Regions from separate parts of the Mus musculus genome. Here region 2 is linked to region 1. The links are chromatin contacts, called in public HiChIP or PLAC-seq maps. All regions are on one chromosome and are shown on one strand. The core of a region is the stretch at or near the end of the contact, and the rest is flanking DNA. Distances in the headings are between cores, read along the strand shown.

What was found. HiChIP or PLAC-seq counts read pairs in DNA pulled down with a chosen protein or histone mark.
Region 2: an H3K27ac HiChIP or PLAC-seq map of heart atrium shows a contact between it and region 1, with 5 read pairs. The contact joins two enhancer-like sites. A contact is called at or near these places in 1 of 15 datasets of contacts at CTCF or cohesin (the NIH/3T3 cell line), 9 of 484 Hi-C or Micro-C datasets (the G1E-ER4 cell line, the HL-1 cell line, cerebral cortex and 4 more), 3 of 115 datasets of contacts at active chromatin or transcription factors (double positive thymocytes, embryonic stem cells and heart atrium) and 4 of 9 other capture datasets (adipose tissue, liver, macrophages and 1 more).

Annotation. Positions count from the first base shown.
Region 1 is chr12:16,565,008-16,571,154 of GRCm38.p6, reverse strand. Lpin1 (lipin 1) reads left to right here. Exons shown (of 21, transcript NM_015763.4): 7 at 2,636-2,765; 8 at 5,458-5,764. Among named protein-coding and RNA genes, the nearest start is that of Lpin1, 22 kb to the left of the region's middle. Within about 2 kb of position 1,989, at least 73 of the 459 cell types and tissues checked have an H3K27ac peak or open chromatin away from gene starts, as enhancers often do. A contact at or near this core is called in adipose tissue, cerebral cortex and heart atrium, where this site is marked.
Region 2 is chr12:16,616,742-16,623,529 of GRCm38.p6, reverse strand. It overlaps a transcript of Lpin1 not described here. Among named protein-coding and RNA genes, the nearest start is that of Lpin1, 30 kb to the right of the region's middle. Within about 2 kb of position 3,674, at least 103 of the 459 cell types and tissues checked have an H3K27ac peak or open chromatin away from gene starts, as enhancers often do. A contact at or near this core is called in adipose tissue, cerebral cortex and heart atrium, where this site is marked.

The DNA.
Region 1 (6,147 bases), core at 740-3,239:
TTTTTACAGAAGCTGTGATCTAATTCTAACTCCAATCACTTGCAATGAAAATTAACTCGCAGGATATAAAACAAATTTTGATCTAACACTTAAAATCAGTTGTGCTCACTAACCAACTTACTTATGAAAAAATACTTCCTTTCGTTTTAAGTTGTAAGTAGGCGATTAGACATGTTTATTTTAAAGATGTATTTACTTTGATATGCTTGAATGTGTGCCTGCATCATGTATGTCTGTGTACCACATGCATGCAGTGCCTGAGGAGGCCAGAAGAGGGCGGTGGGTCCCCCCAGAACTGAAGTTGGGAAGGATGGAGAGCTACCTTGTGGGTGCACTGGGAATTTAACCTAGAACCTCTGGAAGAGGAGCATGAGGTTTTTTTGTTTGTTTGTTTGTTTTTCCCGAGACAGGGTTTCTCTGTATAGCCCTGGCTGTCCTGGAACTCACTTTGTAGACCAGGCTGGCCTCGAACTCAGAAATCCGCCTGCCTCTGCCTCCGGAGAGGGCTGGGATCAAAGGCGTGCACCACCACGCCTGGTGAGCATGCATTCTTAAGCAATGAGCCCTGATTAGGCTTGCTTAGAATTCCTCAGATGGTCTGTCCTAGGTGCTGCTTGACTCTGTGAGTGGCCTTGAAAATCCGGACAAGGAGCTGGAGACTGAGAGACCATGTTTTCTGTGGTGGGGCAATTGACAGACAAGTCTCTGAGCTAATTTTAGAGCACCACTTTAGAATAGCCACTTACTATAAATATTTAAACAGCCTATTAGGCTTTCTGTATAATGGGTTCCCACAATCTCCACGGCATTTCTAGAGCAGAATTTAGAAGAACGGCTTAGGACCAGTCTTGGGGCATGGGCTTGTGTTTTTATCAGGGCCTCCCCCACATCCCCTCGGTATTGTTAATTTTGTGGACATTTCCTCATCTACTTTTGAAACTTTATAATCAAAGTAAGCACTGATTAATTTCTGTCTGGGGATCATAACTGTTACAATTTTATTTGACTTAAAATTTAAAAATTGATTTTACATTTAATTATAAGTACTGACTCCCCCTCTTCAAAGCACATATGTGCGCATTCATGTAGGTGGCTGTGTGCTTGTGTAAGTGACGTCTACAAGTGGACACTGGGTTCCCTAGAGTGGGAGTTAGAGGCAGCTGTGAGCAGCCTGTATGGGTACCGGGAATTCCAGTCCTCTGTAAGAACTGTTAACTCTCCTTAGTGTTCCACCTTCCCAGCTACCTCTCCAGTTCCCGTGTGGTGTGTATGGTGTAGGGTTCTATTGTAGAAGCTCTTTTTGTGTGTGTGTCTTGTCTGTATGGTGTAGGGTTCTATCGTAGAAGCTCTCACAATATGATTTACCAGGAGCCTCCTCCCCAGTCAGGCTAGACCATGAGGGTTGCCCTATGGTAGTGTGCTTTCATTGGGAAGATCAGTGGTCAGCGGGTGCCAAGGGAAGGGGGAAGCCCTTTGTGCCTCACTGTAAAACGAGGGTCAAAGAGCCTGAGGTCTGGCTTTATGGAAGCACCATACAAGGCCAGGCTAGCTATGTAGAAAATCTCTCAAATAGATACAAGTTCACTTGGCCACGGAGTTGTGTGCACTACGGGGCTCTTCTTTAACCAACAGGAAGTGCCATCTTGAGTTGGCAATGGGACTCAGATAAGTGAGATTTGGCACAGCCAGGGGAACGGATAGGGGCTGTAGAGAAGCCATTTCCTGCTTTGTGTGAAAGGGCTGCTATGTTCCTCTTGAGGGAAGTGGTGTGGGAGAATAAAAAGAAAGAGAACTATGACATTTCTTCCGGCCTTGTAGCTTGGTGTCTGTGAGAATCGTGGGTCTGCATTGATACTTTTGGCCCGTTAATTTGGCCGAACAGACATGAGACTTGGTTCAAATGTTAGAAGTAAAAATGTGTGCCGTGGAATGGAGGCGCGTCACTGTCACTTAGGAGCAGCACAGTGAGGTGACACAGAAAGCCTTTGTTTGATAGGTTCCTGGAGACAGCTGCCTGGTGATCCAGTGTAGTGAAGTTGGCACACAGGGTGTTTTCCTTGTTCTCAAAGCCAGTGTCTAAACCTGGGATACAGTGTCAGCTGGTCAGGACCCCTTTGCACCTGCTGGAGAGCTGGTGCTTGCTAGGAAAGTGAGAGCACGGGTGAGAAGCCTGTGTGTGACAAAGGACAGCAGTTTGTACCCAAGAACCCTTCCCCACTTTTGCTCTCTTTGCCCCTCTGATTGTTTCGCCTCTTCATCTCTGTCCTCCCCTGTCCTCCTCCTCTTCTCCGTCCTCCTCCTTCTCTCCTCCTCCTTTCTTTAGTTTATTGAGAATTTCCATTTCTGATTCTATCCCCCTCACCTCTCAAGTTATAGCTCCTTTTACTGTCCTTCAGTTTGGCTACAAGGCTGGCCACCTTGTTACCTTGTTAGAGGTGGTAAACAGTGACCTCTAGTGGCCAAAGGAAGGCTTGTCAGAGGGAACGGCCCCAGGGACGTATCTTCTGGGTTACTAGAACCTTTGACTCTGAGACAAAACCAAAGGTTTTTTATTTTTTACTTTGTTGTTTTGCTGCTGTTGTTGTTGTTTTCTGATTTTCCCCCCATTCAAATCATGGTTTTGTGTTTCCTTAAGTCCTTCAGGCTCCCGGCCCTCAACACCAAAAAGTGACTCTGAGCTGGTCAGTAAGTCTGCAGACAGGTTGACGCCAAAGAATAACCTGGAAATGCTCTGGCTGTGGGGTGAATTGCCACAGGCTGCAAAGGTAAGCCTTTGAATCTCAGTGTTACGGTGCATCGAGGGTGTGTAAGTTAGCTCCATCTGTGTGGAATTACCATCCCAGCTTTGTAAAGGGATGGACTCCCGGGGTGCTGACTCAGCAAGTGTGCCTCTGGGCAGGGTGTGGCTGTGTATTTTGAACAAAAGAACCTACACTGTATATCGCAAATATAATATAAAATATATATTAAATATAAAAATGCAAAGTCAGTAAAGAAGATAACGCAGCTTGTGTACAGACCCTAGCTTCTTTGCAGCCTTACTTCCCCAAGGCCCATGGTGGTTAGAGAGGTATCATGTCGTAGGAATGGAGCGGTGCAATCTGAGCCCCTTGGAAGAAATGCTGTTATCTAGGAAGGCTAGGCTCTCCTGTAGAGAGAAGCCACTGGGGCTGAGATGGGGGTGTGTGCGGTGTAAGGACGAGAAGAAGCCAGTGGACCGCAGTGTGCGAAGCTTGCAGCTCATCAGTGGGGAATAGTTCTAACATCTAGTTGGTGAGGTCTTGATCCTAAACCTTTGTACACCCCGGAGGAGATGGAGAAAACCTCCGTGTGGTAGAGGCCAGGAGGGTCTGGGAGGCGCATTGCCTTGGGTGTGAGTTCCCCACTGCACTTGACAGCAAGGTGATCTTGGACATGGGGAAGCCTGCATATCCTTATCAGTAAAATATATGAATAGACAGATAAGCTGAAAGAGATGGTGTGTGAAGTCACTTCCTCAAGTCTTCTCTAAAAAATATTTTGTAATGATGTACATGGTGTGCATTTGCATATAAATGCAAGCGCCCAAGGGGACCAGGAGCATTGATTCCCTGGAGCTGGAGTCCCAGGTAGTGTGCTATGATTAGGTAGCTTGGGCTACCAGATGTGGGTACTGGGAACCCAACTTACGAACCATCTCTCCAGCTCAGTATTCCCTTTCTTCCTTCTTGGGTGTGCCTCGGTTTCTCATCTTCTCACCCTGTAAAGTTCACATATACAGTTGGTAATATATATATATATACATATACATATACATATACATATACATATACATACACATATACATATACATATACATATACATACATACACACACACATATATATATACACACACATATACATACATATATATTTACATATACATTTATATATATATATAAATAAATCAGGCACACTTCCAAGAACACAGGATGACAGGATTTTGTTTCAAGACACTGTGCCTCATATTTCAGCGCATTACAGACATCTTAAATGATTTCATTTCCACCTTTAAGAATAAATCATAAAGGCTGGATATGGTGGTGCATTCTTGTAATCCCTACACTTGAGGGGGAGTCAGAGATAGGCCTGGTCTTGCAAGTTCTACATAGCAAGACCCTGTCTATGATATATCTAATACGTATGTATACACACACACACACACACACACACACACACACACACACACACACACACACACACACGTTTACATATACATTAAATCTATATCACAAGGTTCTTAGAGGATATTATGGTCCCTTGAAGTTCCGTTCAGTGCATGTAATGAGTGCATGAGTGAATGCAGAGAGTGGGTCTCTTGTGGCTGGTTATGGGTGGCTTCTTTCCCCTTCCAGGCTGTATTGCGCTTCTGTGGAGAGTTCTAATCTCTGTCTGTGAGCCTCAGGACTGGTCCAGCCAGCCATCCTAACACATCCCCCTCAGCAGTTGCTGGAGAGCTAGTGTGACAGTGCAGACCTGGCTGCTTCTGGCCAAGCAGCTCTAACTGCAGATCTACCTACCGTGGCCTGGTTCTGTCTGTGAGGGGCCCAGGGATATCAGCTAGGGAGGGCCTGCCTGTGCGCATCAGTTTTCGTTTGTCTTCCTTTTTTTGTAACTGCAGATGTCTGCATGGTAAATTCCCTCTGGTGCAAACTGATCACCACCATGTCTTCTCCAGTCCCATTTTTGGGGAGAAAGTTTAGTGAAATCTGATAGGTGTGTCTAGAGAGATGCAGGTTTTAAGTAAGCAGCTCTGTATTTGCACAGTGGGTGCATATCGATGCATCCTGATCCCAGGTCCCAGAGAGACTGCGCGTGGCCAGCAGCAGGGAGAGCCTTACCCGTTCTAGCTGCTGTCCATGCTGAGTGCCCACCCTCCTGCTCTGTGGTAACAGAGATTGCTCTTGCAGGATCCCTTCCCCACACTGTCCTGCATAGATGGGATGCATTTATTCTCATTTCTGAAGGATGTCCTACCGTGAGACCCACTTCCCGTGTGGGCGGGGGCTCCTGCTCTGCAGCAGGGATGGCCCCGTGAAGGTGCACACGAGGTAGATGGATCAGAGTTGTCATAGCCAGCAACAGTGTCCCTCCTCCTTGTCTTCGATTCAGTTTTGGACCCAAGTGTCCACAGCTCCCACCGTGCCATGCCACCCCTCCCAAAGACACTTGTGTGCTCTCTGGCTGCTCAGCCTTGGCAATGCAGGTGAAAACCTGGGACCCATGTGTTTGGGGCAGCATTTGCCACGAGAAAGAGAAGCTACCAGGGCCACGATGTTCTCTCTGCAAGCTTCGGAGATCCTGCTCTTGGGTTCTCTAGGCGGGTGCCACGGACTGTTAACTGACCTCCTGTTGTTTAACTTCCTAGCTTTTCTCTTTGCCTGGGCTTTCAGCATTCCTCAAAGCCCCCTTCCCTCTTTTGTCTCTCCTTCCTTAGTCCTCTTCTCCACACAAGATGAAAGAGTCCAGCCCCTTAGGGAGCCGGAAGACTCCTGATAAAATGAATTTTCAGGCCATTCACAGCGAGTCTTCAGATACTTTTAGTGACCAGTCGCCAACAATGGCCCGGGGACTGCTCATCCACCAGAGTAAGGCCCAGACGGAAATGCAGTTTGTGAACGAGGAGGATCTCGAGTCCTTGGGGGCGGCAGCCCCACCTTCACCCGTGGCCGAAGAGCTCAAGGCCCCATATCCCAACACCGCACAGTCGTCGAGCAAGACAGATTCCCCTTCCAGGAAGAAAGGTATGAAGCCGAGCATGGGGCTCCCCACGTACTTCCAGGCTGCACACCAGAGACACTCCAGCCTCATGCAAAGTTTCAAATATATCACAGAAGACCCAGGCCCACGGCATCTGTTGTGTTTAATCTTCAACCTGTGCTTTCTCGACTCGTGAGGAGATTGAGTGCCCCTTGTCCTAGTGTGAGGCCAGACATGCTTAGCAGTGTTAGAGATCCGTGGTTCCCAACCGTGACAGGGACAGTGATGTCTGACCAGCTTACACCGGTGCCAAGTAGTGATGACACAGCCTCACCCCAGTTAGCCAGGTAGCACTGTGCAGCACTGTGGGTTGGTATGGGCCAGCCACACAGTTCCCAGCATGAAGTGGAGAGGAAGTCTGTGAACA
Region 2 (6,788 bases), core at 2,425-4,924, 51 kb before region 1:
AGAATGAATTTATGAAATTCCTAGCCAAATGGATGGACCTGGAGGGCATCATCCTGAGTGAGGTAACACATTCACAAAGGAACTCACACAATATGTACTCACTGATAAGTGGATATTAGCCCAAAACCTAGGATACCCAAGATATAAGATACAATTTCCTAAACACATGAAACTCAAGAAAAATGAAGACTGAAGTGTGGACACTATGCCCCTCCTTAGAAGTGGGAACAAAACACCCTTGGAAGGAGTTACAGAGACAAAGTTTGGAGCTGAGATGAAAGGATGGACCATGTAGAGACTGCCTTATCCAGGGATCCACCCCATAATCAGCATCCAAACGCTGACACCATTGCATACACTAGCAAGATTTTATCGAAAGGACCCAGATGTAGCTGTCTCTTGTGAGACTATGCCGGGGCCTAGCAAACACAGAAGTGGATGCCCACAGTCAGCTAATGGATGGATTACAGGGCTCCCAATGGAGGAGCTAGAGAAAGTACCCAAGGAGCTAAAGGGATCTGCAACCCTATAGGTGGATCAACATTATGAACTAACCAGTACCCCGGAGCTCTTGACTCTAGCTGCATATGTATCAAAAGATGGCCTAGTCGGCCATCACTGGAAAGAGAGGCCCATTGGACACACAAACTTTATATGCCCCAGAACAGGGGAACGCCAGGGCCAAAAAGGGGGAGTGGGCGGGTAGGGGAGTGGGGGTGGGTGGGTATGGGGGACTTTTGGTATAGCATTGGAAATGTAAATGAGCTAAATACCTAATAAAAAATGGAAAGAAAAAAAAATTAATGGGGTTGGGTGAGTCCCAACCTTCTAAGAAGTCCTCAAGCTTTGCCCACACGCTGTACTGGATCGGTGACGTCATGAGGGGTATGGAGTCCTTGAGACACCTGGGAGCAAATGGCAGAATAGGGAGTGAAGTCTCATCTTCCCACCCTGTCTTAGTTAGGGTTTTACTGCTGTGAACAGACACCATGTCCAAGGCAAGTCTTATAAAAACAACATTTAATTGAGGCTGGCTTACAAGTTCAGAGGTTCAGTCCATTATCTTCAAGGTGGGAGAATGGCAGTATCCAGGCAGGCATGGCACAGGAGGAGCTGAGAGTTCTACGTCTTCATTCAAAGGTGGCTAGTGGAAGACTGACTTCCAGGCAACTAGGGTGAGGATCTTTTGCCTACACCCACAGTGGCACACCCATTCCAACCAGGTCACACCTATTCCAACAAGGCCACACCTCCAGATGGTGCCACTCCCTGGTCCAAGGATATACAAACCATCATACACCCCTTCCTGGTGGTCACAAAGTTATCAGAACATCTTTCCCACTCTTCAAGCCTGTGACATAGCTGGTGGCATTGACATCACACATGCTGGGAAGGTCTAAATGAGGTGACTTCTGTCCATCAGCGTAGTGATGTCACCCCTGCCTTCTATACGTCAAGGTCGTGAGTCAAGGGTCACCAAGTGATTGCAGCATGTACCTTGTTATAAAGAACAGGGAGGATGAGGCTGGGGTTGCCTTTGGTGAGCTCCGGGATTAGTGGAGGGAGGGGGTGGGCAGAATAGGGAAAGACTATATCCACCTGCAGGAGCTCTGGGAAGAGTGAGATGGGAGCCAAGGATGAGACTAGCTGACCTGGGGGAAATGAGCCAGCGTTTCTGACATTGTTTCACTAAAATGGAAACAAACAAAACAGAAATACCACAATGGAGATGCTCTCAATGCTTAGACAATTAGATGAGTTCAGTGGAGTGGCACCTGGCTAGTCTAGTAGGAGGAGTTTATGTTTCTGGCGCCATCTCCCTGCCTTGCTTGCTGCAGGTGCAAGCCAATGGGCTCCGTTTGTCAGGCTCACTTCAGTGCAGGGATCACTGTCCATCACCAGGTGCATGCTCACCTGGTGCCCAAGATCACACTCTTAGCCAGGTACAGCCTCAAGTCTGTCCTGCTACAAAAAACGCTCAAAATACTAGGAGCTTGGAGGGCTAGACCAACCTTGATCAGGGATACAACACCCAGCATCACATGTTCCATGGCCCTGGTTCGTGTGATGATGGCTTCTCCCTTTCTTCTACAGCTGCCTACCCCATGGGCCTCTCAGGAGTCAGAGTCTGGGGGAGTAAGGTGTTTGGGGCAGGTGTTTCAGTCTGCTTTGGGGCAGTGTACCTACCATGTGCAAACTTGGGAAGGTAGCATAAAGCTGCTTTGAGACTTGGCTTCTAGAAGTGGCAGGCTTAAGAGTGACACAAGGCTGTGACGTCCCTGGTGCAGAGTAAGGACTGTGGCTGACACTCACTGACAGATGAAGACTCTGGACTGGAGCTCATCTTTCTTTCCTGGCTCCTCTCTGGCTATGGCTGGAGTTTCACTGACTCTACTGTGGACAAAACACTTCTTTGATGCTCTAAGTCATTCAGTCTCTTCCTAGTTTCTCTTCCTGGGTGCTCAAATTTCTTCTCTTCCTCAATTCATTCTCCCCAGGCCTTGAGCTGTAGTCTCACTCCTCACAACTCAAGACTCCCCTGCTAAGTTTCTTGACTTTGCTCCCTGGGTCATCTTATCCTCCTGGGTTGTCTTCTCTCCCCTTCCCCTACAGTTATCAAAGAAAAATCCCTTCTTTCTCTAAGACACACATCATGCTAAATTACGGACACCAGCGTCTGCGCTTCCTCCCTGTTTCCCATGAGTAGTCCCAGTATCCTGTCTCCATCCTCATAGAAATCATCTCATGAGCTCAGCACTTAGCACAGGCGTGGCTCCCAGTACATGTGAGGCTGGACTTGACCAAACCAGTCTCCAGGCCCTGTGCTCAGACTGCCACAAGCTCTTAGGTTTGTCCCCAGCACAGGACCCAGGTGGCCCATACTGGGGGACTGTCATACCAAAGAGTTACTGCCCTGTCCTGTTGCTATGTAGTGATATTCTAAACAGTAACAGCCAAACAATGAAAGTCTGATAGTTGTTGAATTCAGACAGCATTCTGGTTTTCTGGACTAATTTCCCCATAGTTGCTGTCATTTAATTCTTGCATTAACTGTGTGTCATCATCTCTCTTACAGCAGAGAAGCAAGTGTGGGTGATAGGTCAGTGTTGAGCTCTGCTGGTCAAACCGCAGTCTTCTGAATTGCATCAAGCTGGCGACATCACTTCTTGGGGTAGGGGAACCCAGGGATGACTTGTTTGTTCTGGCTGGCAGAAGTCTATTGGTCTAGTCCATCACCCACGTTGCCTTGCTGAACTAGCCTGTGCAGTGTCTGGTTGTCAGTACACCAATGTCATTTTGCTTGTCTCCACTGAGTTCCAGCTAGTCACAGGCTCCAGAGAGCCAGAGATTTTAAAGGTATTCAGAATTTTCTTTAAGGTGTGTTAGGAGTGCAGACGTATAAATGAGTGTCATGAACAGACAGTGTGGTGTCACCCTAGGAAGCAGGAGGCCTAGGAGATCATATAGGGAAACAGGGGCTGTCTAGGAGGCATTGCAAGCCAGGTAATGCAAGCCAGATGGGGTTTCTATAGGAAAGAGGGAATAAGGTGGGACACTCAGGCTAGGACCAGCCAGCCTGCATCATCTGGAACAGAGGAGCTGGCCTTATTGTGTGGTGACAGTCCTGAGGTGAAAAGGACAGACATTTGGTTGGAGGCTCAAGGTCATGAGAGCCCAGAGACATTGCAGTTGGAGGCAAGGTTCGCTTTGCCTTGCAGACAAGGCCAGTCCTGAGAGGACATCAGTGCAGCAAAATGTAAGACGACAAGAGAGCTGAGGATGCAGCTCAGTGGTGCACATGTGTCTAGCATGTGTGAGCGAGAATGCAGCTCAATGGTGGCGCATGTGTGAGACCTTGCCATCTGTCCCTAGTATAATATAAGAAGACAGGAAGCTGAGACTGGTGCTCAGCGACAGCATATGTGTCTAGCATACATGAGACCCTGCCTTCTGTCCCCGGTACCTCAAAACCCCCAAGCCTTTCAAATAGATGGAAACACATGGCATGTAAGATTTCCAAGAGCATGGTGGTACCTGTCTGTAATCCTAGCACTTTGGAGGCTGAGGCAGGAGAATTGCTTCAAGTTTCACTACAGCTGGGTTGCATAGCAAAACCCTATCTCAAAGAACCCCAAAATAAATAAATTTAAAGAAGGCATGGTTAAAGCTGCCACTTGGAGTCTAGAGAGACACAAACCTTGCCCTCCTTGGCATAGCTTGGCAAGGAAAAGACAGTGTGCAACAGAAAGCCCACAGGGTTTATGGATGGCTAGGTGGAAGGCTGCAGTGAGAGCCTCCTCTTCCCTCAGGTCCCTCTGGGAATGTTTCCCTGCTGCGGGGTGGGGGTGGGGGACGACTGGAGTAGGGGTGGCTCTGAGCCAGTGCTCTTTGGCTTGCCTCCAGTCTTGGAGGCCAGAACTTCAGGGAGGCCAGTGAGGCTGGAATAGCTGCCTGTCAGCTCTGGATCCTAGGGTTGGCCCGTTTCCCAGGCAACCTGACCCTACACAGAAGCATTTGCGTGTGCAAACACGTGGAGTCTGCATGGTGCCTTTCGTAAATAGCCAGACGGGTGAGTGAGCCGTGGGATCAATTTCGCTCAGAGAAGAGTGTCAGTTTGCTATAAATACACACACACACACACACACACACACACACACACACACACACACACACACACACACACACACACCACGGGGTGGAGGATAGAAATCACACAGAGGTCAAAACTGTCCGTACAGACAAGACAGACTTTCTAGTCCAAGACAGGCTAAGTCACTGTCCCTGTCACCTTCCAGGTACACGCAGGTCAGTTCACAGAAGCACCCAGTCCAGCCTGTCTTCCTGCTCCTTTGTACATGTTCTCTTCTGGCTGTTTACTCTTCTGGAACATGCTGCTCCAACACTTGCTGGCTTGCATATGGGGAAGCCTCTGATGTTTTGCTAACTGGACACAGTGTGCCTGGCAAACTTGCCTTCTAAACAACTATGTTTATGTCCATAGGTTAGAACTTTTCTCAGCTTTCGTCACAAACACTTTTTTTTGGGGGGGTAGTGGTTACTGCAGGACTCAGAACCAGTCACAGCGTGGAGAAGAAGTGACTGTGAATGCTATCCCTAAATGGGGCACCTATATCACCTCCTCCAAGGCTTGGCGGGGGGCATTGCAGAAGAAGGGGCAGAAAAAAAATGTCAGAGAGGCCATTGAATTGAATTCCTGGAGCTCGAGTAGGGAACAGAGAGAACTGAGTCCTGCAAGGACCCTGCTGACCTCCAGACACTGCTGTAGCAGAGTGGTGGCACCCAGACCTAAAGAGTTAAATGTTTTAAAAAGTCAGAAGTGGGCTGGGCATAGTAGTGCATGCTTTTAATCCCATCTATCAGGTCTCTGCGAGTTCAAGGTCAGCCTATATTATATAATGAGACTGTTTCTGAAAAGAAATGTACAAACAGGAGGAAGTAGTTGGGGAGTAGTGGGAGGTGCTGAGTTTTGGGTATGATGAGTGTCATGAAGGGGGATGAGGGACTCACATGTCTTAGTTAGGGTTTTACTGCTGTGAACAGACACCATGACCAAGGCAACTCTTTTTGTTTGTTGTGGTTTTTTTTTTTTGTTTTGTTTTTTTGGTTTTTTCGAGACAGGGTTTCTCTGTGTATCCCTGGCTGTCCTGGAACTCACTCTGTAGACTAGGTTGGCCTCGAACTCAGAAATCCACATGTCTCTGCCTCTCAAGTGCTGGGGTTAAAGGCGTGCGTATCATCAAGGCAGGAACATGGCAGCATCCAGGCAGGCATGGTGCAGGAGAAGCTGAGAATTCTACATCTTCATCTGAAGGCTGTTAGCAGAATACTGGCTTCTAGGCAACTAGGATGAATGTATTAAAGACCATACCCACAGTGACATGCCTTCTCCAATAGGGCCACACCTTCTAGAATAGTGTCACTCTATGAGCCAAGTATATGCAAACCATCACATTATGCAATCCCAACTCTCCCTGAGGATTCATAGACAAGTGATGACTGCTGGCGAGGTCTCCGTGTTCCTGTGATCAACACCCCCCACCCATGTTCCTGCACACAACCCCAACCTATGCTCCTGTAAGTATGAAACTCTTTGGATGATTAAAAATAAGACATGAAGGTCAAAGGAAGACTGGATGGAAAGAGAAAGAGAATCAGCAGGAGAAGGAACACAAGAGAGACTAATGATCTGGGGTGAAGAGCATCAGAACACGCTATCTACATGTATGGAAACATCACAATGAAACCCATTATGCATAATCAATATATAATAATGAAATCAATATATGATATTGAAAACATTAACTATTTCAGATATGGAATGTGTATGGGATTCAACTCTATGATTCTTCTGCCCCACGGTGTTGGCTGACTTAGTGGTACCTGTCAGCTAATTGAGCTGGTTTGGAGCAACCCATCTATGCCTGTGGGAGAAGGGAGCACAAGTGCCCAGGACAGTGGAGACTGTGGGCAAGAGTTGTATACAAGTCCCTGAAGGGCAATACTGCAGAGCCAGGGTCCTTACCTGGTGTCCAACACTTCAAGAAAGAGCGTGGCTGGAGACATAAAAGAATGATGTGAGGACTCTCACAACCTGGCCTGTGAGGTGGTCGTCATGGGTCCTTCATGTTATTGACCAAGTCAGCCACTCAGGGTGGCTCAGGTTTAAGGGGAGAGTGGTCGGAGTCCCTGATACCAAGAGTCATGAAGAATCTGAAGGCATTGTTAATCTAGAGCAGAGGCATGCCCATATGTATGCATGTGCACAC